Regions from separate parts of the Bombyx mori genome. Here region 2 is linked to region 1. The links are chromatin contacts, called in public Hi-C maps. All regions are on one chromosome and are shown on one strand. Each heading gives the region's core, a stretch centred on a gene start, on an enhancer-like site or on the middle of the called end of the contact. The rest is flanking DNA. Distances are from core to core; before and after follow the strand shown. Region 1 has its middle 12 kb from the start of LOC101743032. Region 2 overlaps LOC119629409 (a long non-coding RNA gene).

Region 1 (3,938 bases), core at 406-2,905:
TTTTGATAAGCTACTAAATAACATATTAGCGATGAAAGTTGGAAGCGTTTATTAAATTTTATAGGCACAAGCATAGTTGTAGACATGATATGGATGGCAATATATATGTATTTTTTAGGGAGAAGGCAATTCCGGCAGCCTCAAGGTCCTACCACTCGTCCTTACGGATCCATCAGATCCAATAATTCTTGAACTAGATACCTTCAGCTCTAACACTAGGAGCAGGCTGAGGAACCCCGGTAAACGTACCTGTCGAACTCGACAAAGAGGTCGATGTGCAACCTAACCCATGCATCAGCTCGCTGAATTTCTCGCCGGATCTTCTCAGCAGATCGCGATTCCGTTCTGATAGTAGATTCATTCACGAAGCAGTTGCTCTTGAATTGCTAGGTCTCCTTCAGAGGCGCTCGGGCAGCTGTTACAAATCCCACCCCTCCTGGCCGAGCCTTTGCTCGCCCACCTGACCTGGTGAAACTGGAAAGGCCTCCGGGCCACCAGTAATACTTCAATACTTAAAAAAAAAGGTCCTAGCAGCGGACGAGGTCCCAACCGGGAGGTTTGCTGAGAATTGCCCGAGTACACTCGAACTCTAAGAATCAAGAGCAGCCGTTTCGCGAGTATATCTACCACCGGATCGGAATTTCGACTCGCTGAGAACTGATGCTATGGGCTAACCAATAGCATCTCATCGAACTTCTTCTGTGGTTTGAATTCTGCGTGAGGCAGCTTCCGGCGTCTGAGACGAAAACAGATTCGCATCAGAAATCCGCATTTTTCACTTGTCAAAAAAATGCAAAGATTATCGTTTTACTTATTTTAAAACTGTCGTGTATGATGAGTACGGCGCACTAAATTTAGTAGTAGGTATGTCGTCTGAAATTTACAATATATAAAATGTATTCAATATATCGGACATTACGTGAATAAGACGATTTCTTACGACGACACCTTAGCATTCTAAGAACTCATCAGAATCATGACCCTATCGAATAATCAGCAACAATATTTATTAATACTAGGTATTCTAAAAACTATACCGATAGAGGGAACAACTCAAATGTTTTCATAAACTTTTTTTTGTTGCCTATTATTATGTTATTGATACGTTACTGCGTATTTTCTAATACCTATGCAATATTCTAGTAATTACATTATAGCAGTCACTCGCAACTTGTCAATAATTGCATCATATACTTCATGATTAGCTACCTACAATGTGACAAAATTGACTCTTAGAAACAAATACACATTTCGCTAAAAGGTTTTGTTTTAAATTATTGAACAAAAAATGTAGTTTCTTTTTAATATGACTCAACGTAATTTGTTTTAAAGAACTAAAATAGCACTCCATATCAACAAACATACTAAATTAGTCAATGTGCAACAATGCGTGCTATCATCACAGTTTTGTGTGTGCGTAACGCACAATATATTTCACAATATAACTCACGTATTGGGGATACTATAAATAATTGATAAATTGTTTGCGAAAGTCCAAATTTTTGTGCAACAGATTTGGGAACGTGCGACTAGCCGTAGTGCGTATCGCGCGAAACGCCATGCACACGCACGATTCGCTCGCACAGATAAAATGCGTACTATACCAGATAACGGGATCCAATGCCGCGATAACACACTGTCCTGTTGATACTACACATAAATTTGCTCGAATAACTATTCCTATGGACTTTCACACTCGTTATCTCTGTGACTGGTGATTTCATTTTTGTTACACAAAATAGTTTGGATACCAAAAAGTTAGCACATAATGAGACGTAATGCCAATTCAAATGATTATAACGCGACCATAAACATAAAAATGAGACACAAAAACTGCTTGCGTATTTAATATTCACTGACAAGGACAAAACATGTCTAGTGTAAAATTCGCACAGTCGACGCAAGAATATCTTGAATGAATGGGCTTCCCCGACCTAGAAAGGAATGCAGCTTCATACAAAATAATGCGACGTCCACTTTTGTGGTGCAGTCAGCGTAATGATGACATAACAATGACGAATCTAAAGAGATGGCGCGTGCTTTTTTTCATTTCGTTTTTTGCAAATACAACGGCATGAAGTAACGTAAAATTCGCACAATTGTACTAGGACAACATAATCACTGAGAGATGGTTTGTAAAAATCTTTATCAAAATTTCAAGTAGATTAATTATTGCAATAATTCATTTTTGCAAAAGATCATAAAAATGACAAGTCTTGTTCACTTTAGTCATTTAATGCTGTATTCTACAACGAAGAAGAGCATGTCCGTAAATTACCTGCTTGAATTAAATTAAAACTAAATTTTCGCAACCTTATTCGCGAACTAGTACTAGGATATCATAAATGAAAAAAGGTATCTTCATATAAGTCTTAAATCTATAGGGTCTTTTGAACTGAAACCAATTAGGTACTTAATATTTTTTAGGTATAAATGTTTTCGCTTTACGTTACGTTGTATAAATAATAACATTTAACAAAACAAAATTTGAAGGTTTTCCTCATTAGAAAAACACAGTTTTATGTCAATGAACCGCAAATGTCAAAAAAGAGTTTAACTTCACAATAAAAAGTTGTTTATTATTTATTTAACATTTAGTGGAATATTATATTGATGTCCAAAGTGCTAAACGAAAGACCTTCAGCGATAAAATAGTGTATTAAGGTAAATAAACTGTTTTATTAATTTATCTACGTCTATTTGAAGGTTGTTTCAGTCACATATACGAAACAAATCTTCATCTGTGTGCGTCACTTGTCGATTCTTACACAAAATTACTTATAGAATTTTGACATTTAAATAATTGAGCAAATGATTGCGAGGACGTCATAAGTCTGAGGAGGTTGATTTTATATTTATACTACACAACACACTACTACTCAAAAAAGTTTACATAGTAGATTGAATATAATATGCTTCCGCTAACAATGATTCATTTTGGCAACCGGTTCATGTGAAGGCGTTTCCAATTTGCGGTACATAACACACATACACAATTCGCACACTTGGGTAAATCTTAAACGTCTGCTATCCTAGTACTTACTCGTTATACGTCGTCTCCTACAAACAAAATTGAGTAAGAAAGATAATTTTATTATTTAATTTTTAAATATCGATCATCACTATGACAGTCGAGTAATTACAACAGTAATCACTAGGTAATAAAATATATCATTAAAAATGTATTAGACGAGAAAAACGAATCCAATAATTTAAAAAAAAATGGTTGCGATATTTTTAACTTAAACAGATTATTGAACAACATGCCAACGAGGCTATTCGATGATTTTGAGGCCAAGGTTTTAACGCTAATATGTGGATATTTTAATGTTATATAAATGTATATAAGTACATGGAAAGGTGGAAAAACTGGTATAACTGAATCAGTAGATAGGTTTAATGTGTGTTGATAGCATGAACCTTCGCACAAACCTTATTCTTCACATAAATTAGTGGCAGTTTACCTTACCTGCCAACGTTGATTTCTTTTTATCTAATGAATCATTGACCTCGGCGACGACATGGAACGTGTATTGTGTTCTACTGCGTATGTTTTTAGTTCATTAATTTGTGAGTTAACCCCTTCCACCGGCGTATATTGATGATCGAGAACACGACGGTTGTCGGTGGTGGGCCGAACAGTCGCGCGTCCCCGTGACCAAAATACGCGCTTTGAATAATTGAAGCGAAGAGCCGCTCTACCTCACCACCCTACCCCACCACCCTCGACCTGATGGACTTTAAATTTTATCACAATATCTGTACAGTACTGTCGCAAATTATATAGATTTTTTTTTGCTTAGATGGGTGGACGAGCTCACAGCCCACCTGGTGTTAAGTGGTTACTGAAGCCCATAGACATCTACGACGTAAAAGTGCCACCCACCTTGAGATAATATAAGATCTAAGGTTTCAAGTATAGTTATAACGGCTGCCCC
Region 2 (3,938 bases), core at 419-2,918, 35 kb after region 1:
GGTTTGGTGGGGCGTGTCGTATCGAGGAGTCACAAAACCATTTTTTTTTTTGTGAAAAAGGGGTGAAAACTTCAGCCAAAGTGTATCAAGATACAGTCTTGGATTATGTTGTGAAACCTTTCAGCAATACACTTTTTTAAATTATACCGCGTACTTTCCAGCAGGACTCTGCAGCTGGTCGCAAGGCATGAACTATCCAAGCCTGGCTAGAAACTAACGTTCCGGACTTTATAAGAGCTGAATACTGGCCCTCATCTACCCCAGACCTCAACCCTTTAGACTTCAAATTATGTTCAGTTTTAAAGGACATGGCCTGCTCTAAGCGACACGGCGACATTGAGTCTTTTTAAAATCTTTGGAGCAACCAGTGGCGAAATTTCCCTTGGAAACAGTGCGTAATCCCATAGATTCATGGCCAAACAGATTAAAGGCCTATATTTTTATGACCAGCCAAAGATATCCATTTCGAATCGATTTTTTTTTATGTGTCTTTAATAAATATGTGTAAATGTAATATATATGTTTACATTTACAGGTTACATTAGTTAATTATAAAAAATATGCATTTTCATTTGTAACAGAACTTATGGCTGGGCTAGGTATTTGTCAGTTCGTTTCTTACTGCCAAACTCTACAACGGCCCAAAGAGCTAACCTTATTCGAGTATTGTTTTATATATCAAGAATTATAAATAGATTTGTGTCTTTAAATTACAATAACTAGCACAGCACACTATATTTTACTCCAATCTGTTCGCCAATATGAAATAATGTTTTAAAAAAATGTAGTAGGTATACCGATCGCGTATCTTCTCGGTCTATTACATAATATAGATGTATGTATTGAGTATTGAAAGACAGTTTCAAAGAATACTCACAAAATTCAAAAGACAAACACAAATAAGTTTTTCTTGAAATAATCGAACGCTAAATGAAACTGATAATCCTATTCCAATTTGATTATTCATGTTCGCCTAGTACAGTATAAGCTCACACAGTCAAAACGCTATAATAAAATATAATACGTCTTGTATGTGTGCGTGAACACAGTATATTTACGCAGGACGCGACACGATTCGCGATAAAGTTTCGCGTGTAGTGGTTCGCGAATCGCATCATGTGAGAGGAAGGAGGATCGCCCTCCCGCGCCGACAGCCAATCGGAGCAAGTCTAGACTGTGACCACTATCCGTATCGCGACGTACCGATATCGCAAATAAATTAGCAAGACGCTGTACATACGCTCTTATATACTGACTTATCAGACATCTTATGTGGTATTAGTGGATAAATATTATATATAGGAAGTTGAACTGAGACTCCTATTGGTTGATAGCACCACGACAAAACATTTTATGCTTAATGATTAGCCAGTATTATCTACGTAAATTAAACTTAACAAATATACGGTAGCGATGACGTAACGATCGCGATGTTATACCTCTTACGATTCATAAGGCCTTGGTACGCGAACGCGTACCTAGAGTTCTTTTCACAATAAACACGCCCCATTTTTCTACGTTTTTTATATTTTAAAACAATGGTTTTTTTTGTTGAGACTTAAAAGATCTGTATTCTGCACCGGAAGTTAAAAAACAAAGCCACAAGGGGCTCTTTTAAGAATGCCTATTAAAATGGGATTATTTCTAAATAATGCGGTAACGAGAGGGTTAGACGATACTTTCCTATGTTTAGCAATGCGACGTGCGGGAGATGTGCATGCAACCCTTCAGTGTAAAATATCTCAATTTAAACGTTTCAAAACACGTGTTTGTTTTAACACTGATCCCACGAGGAGGCGACGGAATAACGCATCGCTTGTGCCACCTAGTTGATCACCCACTTCTTTAAGTAACAGATTCTTCGATAAATGCGTTTGGTATTTTAATTTGGTTTGTACAATACAACGATATGGATTGATTCGATATTGTTTATTCGAATGGTGGTGGTAGGATCTCTTGTGAGTCCGCACGGGTACGTACCACCACCCTGCTTATTTCTGCCGTGAAGCAGTAATGCGTTTCGGTTTGAAGGGTGGGGCAGCCGTTGTAACTATACTTGAGACCTTAGAACTTATATCTCAAGCTGGGTGGCGCATTTACGTTGTGGATGTCTATGGGCTCCAGTAACCACTTAACACCAGGTGGCCGGTGAGCTCGTCCACTTATTTAAGCAATAAAAAAATATTTCAATAGCAAATCAACGCAGGTTTTAATATGAAACAATGACTTTAACTAAGAGTATTCAGCGCTTCACTGTATAAATTAAAAGCATTCAACACACATGTTATTGGTAGGAACTGTATAACCCTCCCTAACGTTACATCAACAACTGTACAAAGTTTGTTCGCAATCGGATTAATGGTACAGAAACATATACAATACAAACAGACAAACATTGATCTTAATGCACATAATAAAATTTAGAAATTTACTCATGACGACGCTTGCAGCTGAAAGTAAGTATTGTACTTTTTGACGAAGCATGTTGCTGATAACTTTATTTCTGTAATCTGACGAAGCATGTTGCGGATAATAACATGTACTTTTAGGTTAGGAATATTGTGTTCTTTTTTTTTATAATAAATAAATTTATTTACTCAGATAGTGACTTACTTATAAAATGACAATACTTTAAATTTTTACTGATCTTCAGCGTTTGCTATCGGCGCCGCGGCGTCAACTATATAGTTGAAAAATAACACGAAATCAAGAAACGCGTATTTATTATTTTTAAAAAATACTACGCTCTATAGAATGAGAAATTACTAATCACCCATTTATTAACGAATTATTTTATGATTTCATTTATAATTTCATTGGGTTGCTGTTTTGAGATCGGCATTTTTTAAATACGTCATAGATACCTTTTAATAATTGCAAAGTTGAATTTTAATCTTAAAGTTGTTTCAGCCTAGGACCGCGTATTTATTCTAATTAGATTTTTGTTTGTAAAGGATATAATGTTGAAATATTTTATTTTCATTGCGATTTTTTCGATCGATTTATTAAAAAACGGATTGAAACCATACGGTCTGATTCACAGATCGGATCTAGGCACTACGATCCACAAAAGCTGATTTAAATTAAAATATAAATGTATACTTGTAATCAAAATAATAAAACTTAGAGCTTTAAATAATTTCGCATATTTCAAATCTGTATTAAGCTTCCTTTGTTACGAATAAAGAAATATTTTTTGAAATATGAAAAATTAATATTATTTTATCTTCTGTCTTCTCTCACACCAGCTGGTTTCGGCTGGACTAGTATCATGTAATTTTGTCAATAATCCCAAACTATTTTAAAATTATGTTTAATGCGCATTTCTGCCATATTAATCATTCATATGGAAACGATTAAGAAATACCTACAAGCAATACCACTTCAACCCCTTCTAAATAGATGGCAAAAAACGTCAAGGGGATGTCGCGAGATTAGCCCTCCGCTATTACGCTGAGCAAAAACTCACTGTTCGGGCGTATTTCAATTAGCTGACGGTTTGTCAACTAACATTAAAAAATATGCCTACAGTCTGTTCATCCGCCCCTATGCTGATCAGGCTTTGTATATCAACATGCATTGAATGTACGTGTTGTGAAATAAAGTTTACTGGTGGTAGGACCTCTTGTGAGTCCGCACGGTTACCACCTTGCCTATTTCTGTCGTGAAGCAGTAATGCGTTTCGATTTGAAGGGTGGGGCAGCCGTTGTAACTATAATTGAGACCTTAGAACATATGTCTCAAGGTGGGTGGCGTATTTACGTTGTAGATGTCTATGGGCTTTAGTAACCACTTAATACCAGGTGGGCTGTCAGATCGTCCACCAAACTAAGCAATAAAAAAAATACCCAGTCTTTTGTACCGGTAGGATATACTTACAGTGAGTCCGAGCGGTGACCAATGCCGTCCTACCTATCCCTGCGGCTAGGCGTTAGCCA

What was found. A called contact is a pair of places that touch in the nucleus more often than the background predicts.
Region 2: a Hi-C map of midgut shows a contact between it and region 1, with 1.5 times the contacts expected there. The contact joins two enhancer-like sites. A contact is called at or near these places in 2 of 7 Hi-C or Micro-C datasets (midgut and whole pupa).

Annotation. Positions count from the first base shown.
Region 1 is chr13:8,285,361-8,289,298 of ASM3026992v2, forward strand. No RefSeq gene overlaps it. Among protein-coding and RNA genes, the nearest start is that of LOC101743032, 12 kb to the left of the region's middle. Within about 2 kb of position 1,656, at least 7 of the 8 cell types and tissues checked have open chromatin away from gene starts, as enhancers often do.
Region 2 is chr13:8,320,078-8,324,015 of ASM3026992v2, forward strand. The region is part of intron 2 of LOC119629409 (a long non-coding RNA gene); the gene reads right to left. Among protein-coding and RNA genes, the nearest start is that of LOC119629409, 8.2 kb to the right of the region's middle. Within about 2 kb of position 1,669, at least 8 of the 8 cell types and tissues checked have open chromatin away from gene starts, as enhancers often do.